Linked DNA regions of Mus musculus: regions 2, 3, 4, 5 and 6 are each linked to region 1. The links are chromatin contacts, called in public promoter capture Hi-C maps. All regions are on one chromosome and are shown on one strand. Each heading gives the region's core, a stretch centred on a gene start, on an enhancer-like site or on the middle of the called end of the contact. The rest is flanking DNA. Distances are from core to core; before and after follow the strand shown.

Evidence for each region. Promoter capture Hi-C pulls out the DNA fragments that hold promoters and counts their contacts. Capture Hi-C pulls out chosen DNA fragments and counts their contacts.
Region 2: a contact with region 1 is called in a promoter capture Hi-C map of pre-B cells, with 3 times the contacts expected there. The contact joins the promoter of Gpatch4 here to the promoter of 4632404H12Rik in region 1. A contact is called at or near these places in 3 of 39 promoter capture datasets (hematopoietic stem and progenitor cells, liver and pre-B cells), 1 of 484 Hi-C or Micro-C datasets (B cells) and 1 of 115 datasets of contacts at active chromatin or transcription factors (thymic regulatory T cells).
Region 3: a promoter capture Hi-C map of liver shows a contact between it and region 1, with 4 times the contacts expected there. The contact joins the promoter of 1700113A16Rik here to the promoter of 4632404H12Rik in region 1. A contact is called at or near these places in 2 of 39 promoter capture datasets (liver and pre-B cells) and 1 of 9 other capture datasets (liver).
Region 4: a promoter capture Hi-C map of liver shows a contact between it and region 1, with 6 times the contacts expected there. The contact joins the promoter of Rhbg here to the promoter of 4632404H12Rik in region 1. A contact is called at or near these places in 2 of 39 promoter capture datasets (both in liver).
Region 5: a promoter capture Hi-C map of liver shows a contact between it and region 1, with 24 times the contacts expected there. The contact joins the promoter of Cct3 here to the promoter of 4632404H12Rik in region 1. A contact is called at or near these places in 3 of 39 promoter capture datasets (liver and pre-B cells), 2 of 115 datasets of contacts at active chromatin or transcription factors (bone marrow-derived dendritic cells and pancreatic cancer cells) and 2 of 9 other capture datasets (adipose tissue and liver).
Region 6: a contact with region 1 is called in a promoter capture Hi-C map of liver, with 7 times the contacts expected there. The contact joins the promoter of Glmp here to the promoter of 4632404H12Rik in region 1. A contact is called at or near these places in 3 of 39 promoter capture datasets (liver and pre-B cells), 1 of 115 datasets of contacts at active chromatin or transcription factors (thymic regulatory T cells) and 1 of 9 other capture datasets (liver).

The regions. Positions count from the first base shown.
Region 1 is chr3:89,772,096-89,774,756 of GRCm38.p6, forward strand. It overlaps 4632404H12Rik (RIKEN cDNA 4632404H12 gene), which reads right to left and starts at 1,305. Exons shown (of 2, transcript NR_130957.1): 1 at 407-1,305. Ube2q1 (ubiquitin-conjugating enzyme E2Q family member 1) reads left to right here and starts at 1,514. Exons shown (of 13, transcript NM_027315.4): 1 at 1,514-1,943. The coding sequence starts at 1,617.
Region 2 is chr3:88,041,762-88,044,422 of GRCm38.p6, forward strand. It overlaps Gpatch4 (G patch domain containing 4), which reads left to right and starts at 1,345. Exons shown (of 8, transcript NM_001110809.2): 1 at 1,345-1,418.
Region 3 is chr3:88,176,439-88,179,099 of GRCm38.p6, forward strand. It overlaps 1700113A16Rik (RIKEN cDNA 1700113A16 gene), which reads right to left and starts at 1,347. Exons shown (of 3, transcript NR_045997.1): 1 at 1,149-1,347.
Region 4 is chr3:88,253,370-88,256,030 of GRCm38.p6, forward strand. Rhbg (Rhesus blood group-associated B glycoprotein) reads right to left here and starts at 1,315. Exons shown (of 10, transcript NM_021375.3): 1 at 1,100-1,315. The coding sequence starts at 1,277.
Region 5 is chr3:88,295,839-88,298,499 of GRCm38.p6, forward strand. It overlaps Cct3 (chaperonin containing Tcp1, subunit 3 (gamma)), which reads left to right and starts at 1,297. Exons shown (of 14, transcript NM_009836.1): 1 at 1,297-1,428. The coding sequence starts at 1,398. It overlaps Tsacc (TSSK6 activating co-chaperone), which reads right to left and starts at 1,161. Exons shown (of 4, transcript NM_001357024.1): 1 at 986-1,161.
Region 6 is chr3:88,323,712-88,326,372 of GRCm38.p6, forward strand. It overlaps Glmp (glycosylated lysosomal membrane protein), which reads left to right and starts at 1,312. Exons shown (of 6, transcript NM_020003.1): 1 at 1,312-1,490; 2 at 1,966-2,220; 3 at 2,404-2,601. The coding sequence starts at 1,371.

The sequences.
Region 1 (2,661 bases), core at 55-2,554:
TTAGTATTCCTGGCTTGGGGAATGCTTGATAAATTAGACTTTTTACAATTACTCTTTTTGTGTGTGATGATGGGGGAGGGTGTCAAATTTGGAGCTTCTACTAGCTAAGCAAGCATTCTACCACACCCTCAGCCCTTATTTATTAGTTATTTGGCCGAGAAAGGAGTTTACTAAGTTATCCAGGTAGGCCTTGGCCTTCTGACTCTCCTAGATAGTTGCGACTACAACCCTGTTCTGCTAGGACTGGCTTACCCTAGTATTTTATGCTTCCAGCTTGTGGACATAGGCACAAAGATGGTATGCAGCTAAATGTTCAGGCTGCTCTGGTCATTAGAAAAACCAGCCCCACCCACACACCCACACTCATCCCCCCAGGCTCAAAGAACACGAATTTCTTAAAACATACGGAGTTAAACTTGGCCTAGTAAAGCTTTCTGCTAACATCACTGAGTGAATCAGTAGCCCAGCACCAAGGTACAGTCAGCTTCCAAAAAACATAGAGGTGGTGACGGTAGACGGGCCAACGGCTCACATGATGAATTGGTCCCAAACCCATCAGGCCTTACAACATCCTGGCACCTGCCAGTTTGCAGCTCTGGGTTTCAGGACCCTCCGTTGTCCTTTGTGATAGTGCCACCTAGTGGGAACGACGAGGTACTGCCGCAAACTTCAAGCCCCGTTCAGGATCAGTGCGACGAGGTGGGAAGAAGAATAGCAGGTAGGCGTGGGTGTCGTCTATGCAACCCCTAGCTTAGTACTCTGCACTCACACATAACGAAGCCCTGTGATTCTGTGGAGGAAGCCGCACCATCTGTCCCCTCAGACGTAGCTGACCAGCGACCATACTCGATACTTCAGTATCCCTGCACAGAGCCTTTGGGAACAGGCTAAAGAGGCCTCCCCGTCTTGTACAGTGCCATTGTTGTGATGGAGAAACTGAGGCTCCCCAGGAGCGTAGATAACCCAAGGTCACACACCATAGAGGAACCGCAGGGAGATCCAAGTCCGTTTCTCCGACCGTAGCGAAAGGCGCCTTCCCGCCGCAGACGCGGAGGCCGGTGACCCGGCCCGACGACCCCCATGGGAATACAGGACAGACACGGCCATGCGCCGCACGCGGGGGCCGCGGGACGCAAGCAGGAAGCCAGAGTCCCGCGCGGGGAGCCCCTGGGAACACAGGCACCGGCCACGTGACAAGAGACGCCGGCCATGTGACAGGGAAGCGCTGGCAAAGGCCCCCCGGTGCACGGTCACGCACGACGCACGTACACGCACGGAAGCGCTTCGAGCAGCGAGGCGAGGGCCTAGGGTCACATGTGGAGGGTGACAGGCGCGGGCCGGGGGGCGGGAAAGACGCGCGGATCACGTGCCGGGGGCCGGAGCTCAGAGGTCACGTGAGGCCGGAGGCGGGGCCGCCGCGGAGGGGGAGGGGCGCGCGGCTTCCGGCGGCCGTGGGGGGGGTGGGCCGGCGAGCGGAGGGGGCCTGTCCCGGAGGTGGCGGCGGCGCCATCTTGGCGAAGGGGGGATCAGGAAGTGCGGACCGCGGCGGCGGCGGAGCCCGGAGCGGAGGCCGGAGGCTCCCGGCCCGCCGGCCCCGGAGCGGAGCGGAGCGGAGGATGCAGCAGCCGCAGCCGCAGGGGCAGCAGCAGCCGGGGCCGGGGCAGCAACTGGGGGTCCAGGGGGCGGCGCCGGGGGCCGGGGGCGGCCCGGGAGGGGGCCCGGGGCCAGGGCCCTGCCTGAGGCGGGAGCTGAAGCTGCTCGAGTCCATCTTCCACCGCGGCCACGAGCGCTTCCGCATTGCCAGCGCCTGCCTGGACGAGCTGAGCTGCGAGTTCCTGCTGGCCGGAGCCGGAGGGGCCGGGGCCGGGGCTGCGCCCGGACCCCATCTCCCCTCCCGGGGATCGGTGCCGGGGGACCCCGTCCGCATCCACTGCAACATCACGGTGAGGACCTCGCTTGCGCCACGCTGGGGGTCCCTTGTCTGGTGATCGAAATCACACCATACAACCTCCTGCTCTCGAAGGACCCGGAGGCCAGAGCCCCCCTCTTGGTGCTTGGCTCCTTCTCTCCAGGCTACACTTGTTTCTTCAGCTTGAGGTTCTGTGGTGCAGTCACAGTCTCTACTGTTGACCCCTGAGAGCAAGGGACATCGGGACATGTGGCCCCTCAACCACCTCCTCCTATGAATCCACCCACACCTCAGGTTTTATGATTTTGGCTCCTTCTGCTTACTCCTCCACAACTTTACCATGTCACCTAGAAATGACCCATTCTTCTCCCCACCCCAACTCTAATAAGATTCCAGGCCTGTGCTGGAAGGACGTAGCCTGGAACTCAGCCCGGTTCCATAATGACCCTTCTCAGTAGTTCTTTCCACTTATATGTACCCACCTGTAGGCTCCCTGCCTAGGCATCCCTCGTACAACCCCTCTTTGCTCCCTGAATTTCACTAAAGAATAGTGCCGTTCATTGACCCCACGTTGGATCTCCTCTTACTAACTCTGGTGTAACTAACCTTTAATTCCTCTTTTTGCCTTGGCTCGTAGCAGCTTTGCCACTTCCTCCCCACTCCTGGGGTCACATCTGCTTATCCTAGGTGACTGTCACCTTTTCTGGTGGTGACAGCAATGTGTGTTTTGAGCGGCAGCAGTGCCATCGCTC
Region 2 (2,661 bases), core at 95-2,594, 1.7 Mb before region 1:
TCTGAAATTGTAATCCAGCCCCAATTAAATTTTTTTTCCTTAGAAGAGTTGCCTTGGTCATGTTGTTCCTTCACAACAATTAAGACACTATCCTAATATGGGCCTCACACAAATGATACACAGATGTGACCAGATAACTCTTTTGTTACAAAAGACTCCCGTTCTCTTGACATGGTCAGGGTAGTAGGATGATTTTCAGAATTCACCCATTGCATCTCTGTTTCTGCTATCATGGGTTTTGTTTTGTTTTGTTCTGTTTTGCTTTTTTAAAGATTCATTTTTAATTATGTGTTTCTGTGAGTGGGCCTGTGTATATGTTTATAGATACCAGCAGAGGCCATGGGTCCCCAGGAGTTGGAGTTTACAGGTACCTGTGAATACCCAACATGGATACTGTGCATCTTTTTTTGTTGTTGTTTTTGTTTTGTTTTGTTTTTCGAGACAGGGTTTCTCTGTATAGCCGTGGCTGTCCTGGAACTCACTTTGTAGACCAGGCTGGCCTCGAACTCAGAAATCCGTCTGCCTCTGCCTCCCGAGTGCTGGGATTAAAGGCATGTGTCACCACCCAACATGGATACTGGTAACTAGACTTGGATGCTCTTGAAGATCCCCCACTGTAATTTCTTTTCTTTTTAATTAATTGTTAAGGATGTAATTTTATATGTGTGTGTGCGTTGCCTGCATGTATGCATCTGCAGTTCAGAAGTTAGAAGGTGTTGGATCCTCTGGAATCCATATGGGTGCTGGGAACTCAATCTGAAACACTCTTAATGGGTTAGCTATCTCTTCTGCCCTCAGTGTATTTTCTTTATTATATCCTTTGCCGTAATTGCGTTCTAGATAACAAGCAAATGGCTATTCCCATATGGGGAGGCAATATGAAACGCTCTTTTCCCTTGTTTTTGGGCGGCCGGCCGGCCGCAGAAGCCTACAACTGCTGGTGGGAATGGTGTACTTGCAGCTCCGGTGCCCTGGACCCCTTTTCGTCTCCTCTTCTTGGAGCAAGTCTACATGCTCCTCCAAGTTAAGGGTCGAGTCTTAAGTGTTCTTGTGTTCCCAGTACGAAAGGGACAAGGTAGTGTGCAACCAGTGCTGATCCCGCTACGCAGAGCCTGAGTGTCCTTGCCTCAAGGGAGGCACTAACTCCGGAAAGCTCAGGATAGGGTCGGGGGTGGGGGTGGGGGTGGGGGACCCGAAACAGAGGTTAGGGCGGCGCATTGGCTTCCAACAACTGCAGGAAGGAAACTAGCACCCAGCCTGGAACTCAGTTTCCGTGGCAAACATCCAGGGGAGTGGCTACTGTCAGGACGTCTCTATGGTTTCTGCATCCTAGAAGGGCCAAAGTTCACTTCCGGGAAGATGGCTGCACCCAAGTCGGGTGTCACACGTGCTTCCACGGAGAGGACTGTACACTGACGGTAAGGAGCTTGCTTTCCCCAGGGGCGGGAGCAAGGGCGAAGATCGGAGAGTAGTTCCACCCTGCTGACTCTGTGGCTGCGGGGCTTGGATTTATAACCGGAGGAAAAGGCGGCGGCTGGTCCTCTAGGCTGCTGCAAACGGGTGGCTCTGGACATCCCTGGAAACTGGCTGGAAAGGAGACCGCGTCTCAGTGTACTTGCAGCCTTCGCAGATCAGGCTGCGTCTGCCCACGCCGGCCCATTGCAAGTGCGTTAAAAAACGATTCCTACTGTGTCACTCATTTCAGTCCAGAAACGCTGAACGATTCTCAAGGGCTGGGAAATAAAGCTTGCCTCCGCCTTCCGGGAAGTGTGGTTTTGAATTACTGTGATGAGAAATAGAATGTGGGGAAGGCTTACAGCAGAAGAAAGAAGCTGTAAAGGTACAAAGCAGTGAGTTGCTCATGAAATGCTTCACTACCAATCCTGGATCCACTACTTGCCAGTTGTTTGGTGTTCGAATTAGCAGTGTTCGATTTCTTCTTTGTAAATTAAGGCTAAGTAATACCTTCTTATAAGATGTTGGCAGGCATCAATGAGACAATCCATGTGAAGCAGTTAATAGCAGGTTCGTGGTGAGTCAATGCACTACAAGTGTGGGGTATGATTATTCTTACTGTTAAAATAGTCAGAAATAATTTGGTATTTATAATAAGTGGTATTTGCATGGTGACCTCAGCATCTAAATTTTACTTCTGTTTCCATTTCAAGAAGCAAGGTAGCACCTGGGAGAGAGGCAGGCCAGTGTAACCCAGGCTAGCCAGGCTAATTAGTAAGCCCTCAAAAACAAAAAAAATCCAAGAAGACCACTTCTTTTTTTTTTTTAATTTTTTTTTAATTAGGTATTTTCCTCGTTTACATTTTCAATGCTATCCCAAAGGTCCCCCATATCCACCCCCCCCAATTCCCTACCCACCCACTCCCCCTTTTTGGCCCTGGCGTTCCCCTGTACTGGGACATCTAAAGTTGGCAAGTCCAATGGGCCTCTCTTTCCAGTGATGGCCGACTAGGCCATCTTTTGATGCATATGCAGCTAGAGACAAGAGCTCCGGAGTACTGCTTAGTTCATATTGTTGTTCCACCTATAGGGTTGCAGATCCCTTTAGCTCCTTGGGTAATATCTCTAGCTCCTGCATTGGGGGCCGTGTGATCCATCCAATAGCTGACTGTGAGCATCCACTTCTGTGTTTGCTAGGCCCCGGCA
Region 3 (2,661 bases), core at 97-2,596, 1.6 Mb before region 1:
CAGTGATGGCCGACTAGGCCATCTTTTGATACATATGCAGCTAGAGTCAAGAGCTCCGGGGTACTGGTTAGTTCATAATGTTGTTCCACCTATAGGGTTGCAGATCCCTTTAGCTCCTTGGGTACTTTCTCTAGCTCCTCCATTGGGAGCCCTGTGATCCATCCATTAGCTGACTGTGAGCATCCACTTCTGTGTTTGCTAGGCCCCGGCATAGTCTCACAAGAGACAGCTACATCTGGGTCCTTTCAATAAAATCTTGCTAGTGTATGCAATGGTGTGGATTTTATTTTCTTGTGTGTGTGTGCATGAGTGTCCCTGGAGGCTGGAGCAGGGCATCAAGTTTATTGGAGCTAATGTTACAGGCAGTTGTGAGATGTTGGCATGGGTGCTAGAACCAATTCAGGTCAGCAAACATTTTTTGTTGTTTATGTGCATTGATGTTTTGCTTGCATGTCTGTCTATGTAAGGACAGTTGTGAGCTGCCATGTGGGTGCTGAGAATGGAACACAGGTCCTCTGGAGGAGCAGTCAATGCTCTTAACCACTGACTCCCCCAGCAAACATTCTTATACAACACCCCTCTGGTCTCCTCAGGACACATGTGTACATACACATTTTTTTTTAATAAAAAATACTCCCAAGTTGCAACTTTTTGAAGCTGATCTCTTTTTTAGCTGAAGGACGAGTTCCTCGAGTATTGCCATATAAAATAGAACTAGGGTGTGGGTCTCTTGGACTCAGCTATCAAGGTCAGTGGTTCTTAGGAGCAATCAGTGCTGTCTAACTGTTCATGCCACGAGGCCAGTGGTTATTTTGGTCTGACTCATCCTTTAGTCCCATGGGCTATCTTTTCCAGCCTTGTGATTGTGTGGGAACTTGTTCAAGGATCAGCAGATGTGGAAGGGACCCAGGCGATCTCATCTCAGGCTCTGGACCTGAATGTTTGCAGCCTGAAATCACTCACTACCTGGACGAAGAGCAAATCCACTTTCCTGTCCTGTTTCAGACTTGGGTCTCAAATAGAAGAGGTAGCCTTAGCATAGTTTACAGGTCCCCCCCCCCCCCCCCCGTTCTAGCCACCCAGCCTAGCGAAGTTCCTTGGTAGTTTGCAGCAGGTCAGTTCCGGCCTCTCGGGTGAGTCAGATTTACCCCTTAGCCTCGTATTGGCTCAGCTCCACCTCTCGGTGTCTGTCCAGTCTCGGGGAGCGTCTCCACCCTCACAGGATAGCGGCCCAGGACTACTCCTATTTAGGACATGAGCTGCCACGTGCCCAAAGCATGCTGGGTGCCCCTGGGGAGGGGAAGACCCGCAGGACGCCGGATCACGCGCCCGTTACGCACCGCCCCCACGTGACCCGCGGTGTGTTCCGGAGATGAATTGCTTCCGGGTTTCAAAGTAACCCTCCACTCTAAGGCGAAAGGGGGCGGGTATAGAAGGTAGGCTGTAGAGTCGCCTAACATCCATTTCCGTACGTTCTGCCCCACTCCCCCAAGGTGTCGCTGAGACCCTTGACTGCGTCTCCGGGGCTTAGCAGGTGGCAGAGCACGCTCCGGAGCCTCTCGTAAAGTTCCGCCGCGCGTGGAACAAAGGCCTTCAAGCCACGCCCGGCGCCGCCTGCTACTCAGGGGGAAGTAGGTAACTAGGCTCACTCCATTGGCCCTTCGGGTGAGTGATGGAAGCACCGGCCAACCGCTGCCTGCACAAGATGCGTGCGTAGTACTCAGAAGGTTCAGCAAGGGTGAAACTACGTGAAGCTCTAGTTTTGGGCAGTTTCTCTGGGGCTCTGAGGAGGTGCGCATGCGTAAAACCCCCATCGTCAACTTCCTGCACAAATTGAGAATTAGCACCCTCAGCCTTGGCAATTTTACTGAGATTGACAGCACTGCGTAAGATCTGGCATTGCCTGGGCGTTCCAGAAGGAGAATCCGACAGGCGAATGCAACGATTTGTCATTGTCAAAACTGTTAACCACAAAGTCCACGCCGAAAAACTGCGTGATTGAATTATTTAAAAAAGGGGGCTGGAGAGATGGCTCAGTGGTTAAGAGCACTGATTGCTCTTCCGAAGGTCCTGAGTTCAAATCCCAGCAACCACATGGTGGCTCACAACCATCTGTAATGAGATCTGATGCCAGTCCAGGGTGTCTGAAGACAGCTGCAGTGTAGTTACATATAATAAATAAATAAATAAATAAATAAATAAATGAATGGTGTAGTTACATATAATAAATAAATAAACAAACAAATAAATATTTAAAAAAGAAAAAAATCGCGGGGCTGGGGATGTAGCTCCGAGCCCGGAGTTCTGCTGGAGTTCGACCTGGTGTGTGCATATAGGATTAGAAGTTCAAGGCTATCCCGAAATATAAGAGACTCTGGTCTAAAAAAAAAAAAAAAAAAAAAAAAGAGCCACAAATGATTTTGTTTGGAGAAGTAGTCACAGATGCCGTCCACTTTAATGGGCCACAGGTTGGACACGCCTTGCTCTATTTTCCTGTCTTCTGGCGGTAAGATTATAGTGCGAATAGCCTGAGAGCTATTGGCCTGAATCTGTGCAGACACCTTGCTACAGTAGTAAGAATATTTATTTAGAGAGGTTTCACAGTTTGTCTTATACTCTTTCACTCAAGAGGTCCTCACATAACCCTTCTATTGGGATGGA
Region 4 (2,661 bases), core at 65-2,564, 1.5 Mb before region 1:
TGTCCCCATTGCTGGGAAAGGGCAGGGTGAGGTGGGGACAGCCTGTCAACAGCTCAGCGGCAGAAAGTGGGTTTAATAGCCTTGTTGCTTTTTGCATGCCCTTCAAACAGACATTTTCCCTCACTCCTTTTTGGTGTTTGTTTGTTTGTTTGTTTGTTCGTTTGAGACAGAGTTTTGTTAGCTCAATCTGGTCTCAGATTCACAGTGTGGCTGAGGCTGGTTTTGAACTCCAGATCATCCCTCCTCCACTACTGGAGCACTGAGATTACAGGCACAAACCATCACCCCCAGCTTCTTCCTGGCACTTGGATGAGGAACTGGAACTAGAGAAGGTTGACTTGGGCATTAGAGGGAGGGGCAGTGTGCTTGGTCCCAGATGTCCAGTGCCTCAGTTACAACCTCGAAGGAAATGCTCTGTCTCCATGAGGGGGTTAACTCCCTGTCCAGAACCTTGTCAGGAGGCAAATGGTCAGTGGTCAAGTTTATGATGTGTAAGCGCTATTCTAGCTGTGCGATCCTTGGTGGGTGATAATGGGCACCCCGCAGCCACCTTAAACTGTGAGATGAGATAATAGTGCAGCACCGAGCACAGCCCTAGCCCGCCTCACACTGGCCTTGAAACTGGCAAATGGGTCCAGGGTCCTCTCACTCTCAAACCTGGAGTGTTTGTGCTGAAACCAATCTTCGACGCCTGAACATGTGGGAATTTCACACCTAGTTCTCCCTCGTCTCCTCTGGCACCCTACCTGGCAGTCCCACCAAGATTCTCTTTCCTGTGGTCAAGCTGGACTCCTAGACAAAGTCAAATTAGCCCCAACGGAAGGTGAGACAGTAGCTAACACTGGGGCCACTTACAACTGGATTGAAGCCCCAGCTCCCCTTACTGTCTGACCCTGACTCTGACTGAGCCTTACCTCTCCTCAGCCTGAGATAGAGCATGTGCCATCCCCAGCAGTGCCTGGAACAAGAGGGACACTAGAGAAAGGGGACTATTTTAAAGCCCCGGCAGTCATCTTGGTGGCAGGAGTACCCATCAACGCCCTTCCCTACACACCCGGGACTTAGAGGCTTTGCTTCCCACGCCCTCGCCCGCACTCACTTGGGTAGCGAAAGTAAAACTCGTTGTCCACGTTACTGTGGTTGCCCCAGTGCCACAGGGCAGCGTCGGTTTCGTGGTTGTACCGGACAAAGATAGCAAAGAGGAGGGCAGTGGCGCCTTGGAAGAGCAGGCACAGCAGCGGCAGGACCAGGCGCCGGTGGCGGGGAACGCGGGCCATGAACGCGGCTGTGTTCTCCCGGTCTCCGGCAGGGCAGTGCCGGCCAAGCTGACTCCTGCCACCGCAAAGGTGAGGCCCCGCCCCCCGGAGGCCGTGCTGCTCCTTGGGGAGCCCCACCCCTCAGCTCGAGGTTGGCAGGGATTAGCCCCGCAGGTCAGGTCCTGTTTCCCATGGCCCCGCTGAGGCACCGGTGATGTGTGAGCTTCCCCAACTGTGCCCCAGCTGCCAGAGGGTGGAGAGAGGGGGAAAGGTACTCGCCCCTTTAAACCTGGTGTGAGAGATTGGCATCCAAGAAGCTAGTATCCTTTAAAGGTCCTACCTGGTTTCCCTCGGTTAATAGGAAGGAATCGGATTAATGCTGAGATCTTCCGTTGCCTGGCTGTAGAGATAAACCAGATGGCCCCTCTCAGAAGCAGTTGCCTCTACCACTCTACCACCTTTGTTGTTGTTGTTGTTGTTGTTAAAGATGTATTTAGTTATTTTATGAGTACACTGCCATTCTTTTTAGACACACCAGAAGAGATCATCAGATCCCATTACAGATGGTTGTGAGCCATCAAGTGGTTGCTGGGAATTGAACTCAGGACCTCTGGAAGAGCAGTGGGTGCTCTTAACTGCTGAGCCATCTCTCGGGCCCCAGCCTCTACCACCTTAAGTTGAGCTGAGATTACAGCTCCAACAGCCATGGTCCCTGAAGGACTCTAGCCGGTAGGGACACTGGTACTCTTGGTTCTGAAACCTGCAGTCCACAGGTGCAGGGACAGTAGGATAGCTTGCTAACCCTCTGCTCATTGTCCAGTTCTTCCACTGTCTCAGCAGGGACCTGAGCCTCTGCCCCTGCCTTTTTTGTGGACTTGGGAGGACACCTGGATTCTAGCTGTCTGGTTTCCTGTGCCAAGGGTCCAGCCAGGCACATGAAAGACCAGAGATCAGCCTCTGGTGACACAGCTCCCAGCTGGTCCATGTGGGCCCTGTCCAGAGACTCTCCATCACTCTTCAGTCAGCAGGAAGGTTAAGCATAAAGACTCAGCATCTATGGGTCACCCCCTGCGGGGGCCATCTCCTGTCCCAGGTGTGACTCCTGAGCCCTGCTTGGTGTCAGTAGTTGCTTGGGTGGTTCCAGCAGGTCTGGGAGGAAGAGCCTTCTATACCCCCAGAACTAGAGAAAGGGGAAGAGAGAGCTGTGGTCTGATTTTAACCTCCTCTTAACTCCATACCTCCCTTCATCTACAACTCCTCCAGGGCCTGACTTCCCCCTTTTCTCTTCTTCATTCATTCACTCAATAAATACTCATGTAGTGTCTACCCTGGGCTAGGTCCTAGGGTTGGAACCAGATAGTCTAGTACAAGGATATAACGGGCTTAGGCCCTGAAGGTCCCAGCC
Region 5 (2,661 bases), core at 47-2,546, 1.5 Mb before region 1:
ACCAAACAAACAACTGTTCTGAAATTGTTAATTTTTCTCCAATTCCCTTCGGCAGTTTTTGTTAGTGCCTTTTCACTGCAGAAGACAAAGCATACCAAATACGAACTTTAAATCTATCACAAACATGTCATGACTCTTTGAGACTTCTGTTTAATTACTAGCCTTATTTTTTTTGTTGTTTTGTTTTGTCTTTTTCCTATATGGGGTGATCTGGCAAGAGGCTTGTCTCCAGTTTGAGATCAGCCTGGTCTTTACGACGAGTTTTAGGCCAGCCTTAGAACTCTGGTAAAGATAATACGGTAATTAAAAAAACAAAAACTCTAGTTTCTTTTGTCACTAACCAGTGACCAGGCTGGGGGGGAGGGGGCGAAGAAGACTCATAATACTGCAAGAAACACGACTTAGGATATTCGGGGGAAATGTGAGCGATCCTCCTTTATGTCTTTTTGCCTTAGACTCAACGTATTTTTCTAAGAAGTAAGACATTAGGACAGGAGAGATAGCTCAACAGTTAAGAGCAATAGATGGTCCCGCAGACAGGGTTACTTCCTAGCACCCACGTGGCGGTTCACAATCAATTCCAGTTCCAGAGGATCAGACTCCCGCTTGATCGCCTCTCACAAGTGGTGCACCTACATACGCACAGGCAAAACAACCATACACATAAAATAAAAAATAGGTACATCTAAAGAACAAGAATTTTCCTTCCTTTTCTTTAAAAAAGAAAACCAGCGCGTCTAGAGCAGTAAACCACAACTCCCAGCATGCTCCGGGGAGGCGGGGAGCCGAGTCGTTGCCTCCCCGCCCCGTAGGACAACTTCCACTTTTACACTGCCTCAATCTCTCGGGCCACGACGGGTATTTCTGGCTCCTCTACTCCTCCCTACCGCTAAGGCTGAAATAAAAAGTAGAGAACTATCATGCCTTCCTTGGCCTTCACGGTCGGACGAGAACCGATGGACAAAACAGAGCTTCATGATCTTACCTACAGCATTAATCCAAAGCCTCCACCCCAGCACCCACCCTCTAGTGGGTACTCATGCGCTGTAGCGAGCCAGCTAACTGCCCGTGCTTTGGCGCTTGCGCAGACATTCTGGCCGCACGCGGCCGGGAGCGGCCACGCCAGTGCGCAAGCGCTTGCGTCTCCCAGTCCCCTACATCATGCCCTCTCTATCTAACTTGCCTTGCCTTTCTTGCGTAGAGGGCGGGGCTAATACTGTCGATTGGCCTATGTTTTTGTCAATCAATAAAATGAGTTTGGTGATTGGCGGCACTTCAGAGGTTAGCAGGTTTCTGTGTCATTCCTGAGGAGGCAGCGTTTTCTTCGCTGCTCTTCTCTCCAGAAGGTTCTGCCGATTCCCCCCAGCTCTGGAGAGTCGGCTCTGCGTCGTGCCGCCATGATGGGCCACCGTCCAGTGCTCGTGCTCAGTGAGTTCAGGGAAGGGATGTCTCTCTCCGCCCCTCTCTCCCCAAGCTGGCCAGTGTTGCCCAGCTCCGTCCCGCCATGACTCGGCCCTCGTGCCTTCCAGTGGTCTTTTCGCCTTGGACCAAGCTCCTTCCCCACTTTTCTTCTCTTGCCTCTCCTGTCGCCTTCTTTTGACAAAATGACTTTCCGCTCTCGGAGTCGCTAGTCTTTACGTGTGCTTCATCCTATTCGCGTTCGGTTCTTTAGTCGCCACCCTCCACGCCCCCGTGTCCTTTACAGCATGATTTCCGTGTAGATAGTAATGATGGTTCTTAACGGTAGGCCTTGCTTCCTATGCTCGGTCCATCCCTCCGTAGAGGCGTGACTTAACGGCAACTCGCTTGATTGATACTTTAGCATCAGTATTTAGGAGGCTGTAGTAGAGTTGTTAAGTTGATAAGTAAAAGCTGCCTTTACCGGCAGATCGAATCGGAAGTGGCATCTTTTCAGTAGCGGTCATTCAGCAACCCTTGTTCGGAAATGACATTCCTGGCGTTCCCGATCTTGGATGTGATCTTTCCCACCAGCCAGTTCTCCCAAATTCCTTTCCTGGTTTTCTTTCCTCTTTAGGGAACGCCACTCATCTCAGTAAAGAGCACCAGTTCCTTGTCAGTTACCTGAGCTATTGAGAATAACTCAGTAAGCCTGGGTCAAAGTTAAACATAGTAAAGAGAAAAACAGATTTAGTCTGGCCACACTGGGAGGAGAGACAAAGGTGTTCAGTGACACTACCTCTCCTACACACTCGTAGACGAGTCCATGAGGTTTTAAGCAGCAGGCCAGATTTGTAAGAAGTCATTATTTTCTGCTCTAGTCTCCTGAGAGAAGTTTACCTACAGGGTGGCTCTCAGGCTTTAGTCTTTTTCCTGTTCTATCGTGAGATTCCTTGGCTTGTGATTGATATTTTGTTTGTTTTCGTCTGTGTATGGCACCAAGATTCCCTGGAATTGGAGTTACAGGCAGTTGTGAGCCACCTTGAGGGGCTGGGAATTGAAGCTGAACCATCTTTCCAGCCTCACAAGCAGACTTTCTTGGTCACTAATCTTTGAGACTCTGTGGCTCCTCTTCCCGGGGATGTTGTAAGGGGTGTGCAGTCTTGTGAAAAATCACTGTCCTACTGAGGCCCATTCAGGGCACTCAAGATATGAATCACTGGAAATATGTAAGCATGCATACAAGGAAAGTACTGGTCAAGA
Region 6 (2,661 bases), core at 62-2,561, 1.4 Mb before region 1:
TGATTCCCATCATCTCCATGGTAGCTCACAGCCATCTGTAACTCCAGCCTCAGAGGATCTGACATCCTCTTCTGGTCTCTGAGGACACCAGACACAGACAGACATACAGGCAAAATACTTTACATGTTAAGATTTTAGGAAAAACAGGCTGGTTGTGGTGCTCATGCCTTTAATTCCAGCAGAGGAGGTAGAGGCAGGCAGGTGGATCTTTAATAGTTCAAGGCCGGCCTGGTATGTATAAAGAGTTCCTGGACAGCCAGTCCCTGCCTACTTGGTAATCTAATAAATGAAATGCATTTACCTGCTGAACATCTCATGCCCCAGACCTTGAATTTCTGGTCTTCCTCTTCTCACCTCTTGGCTGGAATTAGGGTGTCTTGGTCCCCTTGTAGAAACAAGCCTCCATTCCTGTTTGGTTCTGTTTTCTGAGACTACCATACCTAAGGATTCTTTTATTATTCTTTTACTTTTTTTGTTTGTGTTTTTGTCTTTGTTTTTTCAAGACAGGGTTTCTCTGTGTAACCCTGGTGTCCTAGCACTCACTTTTCTCAAACTCAGAAATCCGCCTGCCTCTGCCTCCCAAGTGCTGTGATCAAAGGTGTGCGCCACCACCGCCCGGCATTCTTTTACATTTTACTGCACTTGTTTTATGTGAGCAATGCACAGAATGCATGTGTAAATCAGGTTACAGCTTCTGGCAATTATTTTTCTCCTTCTACCGCGTTGGTCCTGAATATATATCCAACTCATGTTCAGTTTAGAGCAAATGCTGAGGCATCTTGCTGACCCCCAAGGGTTCTTTTATATCCAATTCCTCTCTATATCTTTCCTTTTTTGTTTTGAAGATTTTTTTTTATTATTATATCTAAGTACACTGTAGCTGTCTTTAGCTGCACCAGAAGAGGACGTCAGGTCTCATTACGGATGGTTGTGAGCCACCATGTGGTTGGTGGGATTTGAACTCAGGACCTTCGGAAAAGCAGTCAGTGCTCTTAACCACTGAGCCATCTCTCCAGCCCTCTCTATATCTTTCTAGCACAGAGCAGTAACATACAAATTACTCTGTTAAATTGTGTGGAAATTTTAATCTGGGTTTATTCACCAGAGGTGATGTAGGTGGGGCCGGTAGGGTGTCTGCAGTAAGGTAGGAGTATGTTTGCACAGCTAGTCTAGGATGCCTAGGCCAACCTGTTGATGATAAAATACCTGTTCACCTTGAGCTTTCGGGAGGCTATTCCAACTTAAACAGATCTGGGTTAATAGAAGCGGCCCCTTTAAGAACTTTGTTGGCCCGCCCTCAAAAGGGATCAGCAGGAAAGGAGTCATGTGACTCTGAGGCTCTTCCGCTGAGTTTAACTAGCTGTGGCTGTATGTTTCGCTGTTGGGGACCTCACTGGGGCTGGGTCCCCTGTGCCCCTACCCCATGGCTCCTTTTGAGTCTACTTGTGTGTTCAGCTCCATTTGGCCTGCAGGGAGAAGAGACTCGCCAGGTAAGGGCTCTGGAACTGAAGTTATAGATGTTTCCGGAAATCCTACCTTTCTAGGATGACCGGAATCTGGGACAACAGAGGGGTGGAAGGTGGATGCAAGAGAGATAACAACCCAGAGAGCTCAGTGTGGAGTCACGAGTGATTGGAAGAATTGTGGAGGGGTCAGGCATGACTGCGTCCTGCTTTCTGACGATGTCTGAGCCATGGCTCAGCCATTGTAGCCCAGGAACAGGCAAGTTTGGGGACTTAAAAGCCTTGTTAGCTCTGAGCCCTCTGAGTAATCCTGGATCCACCCTATGTTCTCAACCCTACATCTGCCCCTGATTCCAAGTTCCCCTCAGTTTCTACATTTCCCTCTTGCCTGGTCCTCAAGAGCCCTTGCATTGCCCAGGTCCTGTCCTCCACCTACAAGCTGCAGCTTTGCCTGTGAGCATACCTGATCTTGCTCCTTCCGCCCCACTACCCCGTGTTCCAGGTATCTATGGAGGTTATTTCCGGCTGGCCAAATCCACAGAACCTGCTTCATATTCGGGCAGTGGGCAGCAACTCCACCCTGCACTATGTGTGGAGCAGCCTGGGGCCTCCAGCTGTGGTGCTGGTGGCCACTAACACCACTCAGAGTGTCCTGAGTGTCAACTGGAGTCTCCTGCTGTCTCCCGATCCTGCTGGGGCCCTGATGGTGCTCCCCAAGAGCAGCATACAGTTTTCTTCTGCTCTCGTCTTCACCAGGGTGAGGGTCTGAAGGAGCCCAGAGAGAAGATCACAAGAAGAGAGTCCATCCTACCCCCAGGGCGAGGGACGGGTTTAGCCCAGGGTGGGTGAAGTGAATGCAGTTTTGGGTGGGGTGACTGGGAGGGATATTCAAGAGAAAGCCAGAGGGAGGCAAGCCTCTTCCACTCTACCCTGTCCCCAGCTGCTTGAGTTTGACAGCACCAATGCGTCCGAGGGGGCACAGCCTCCAGGAAAGCCATACCCTCCGTACTCCTTGGCCAAGTTCTCCTGGAACAATATCACCAACTCATTGGATCTTGCCAACCTGAGTGCCGATTTTCAAGGCCGCCCTGTAGATGATCCTACTGGAGCATTCGCCAATGGCAGCCTGACCTTCAAGGTGAGGCTATGGGGAAGGAACTGGAAATGACTGATGAGGGTGGGAGTATCTGTCCCTCAA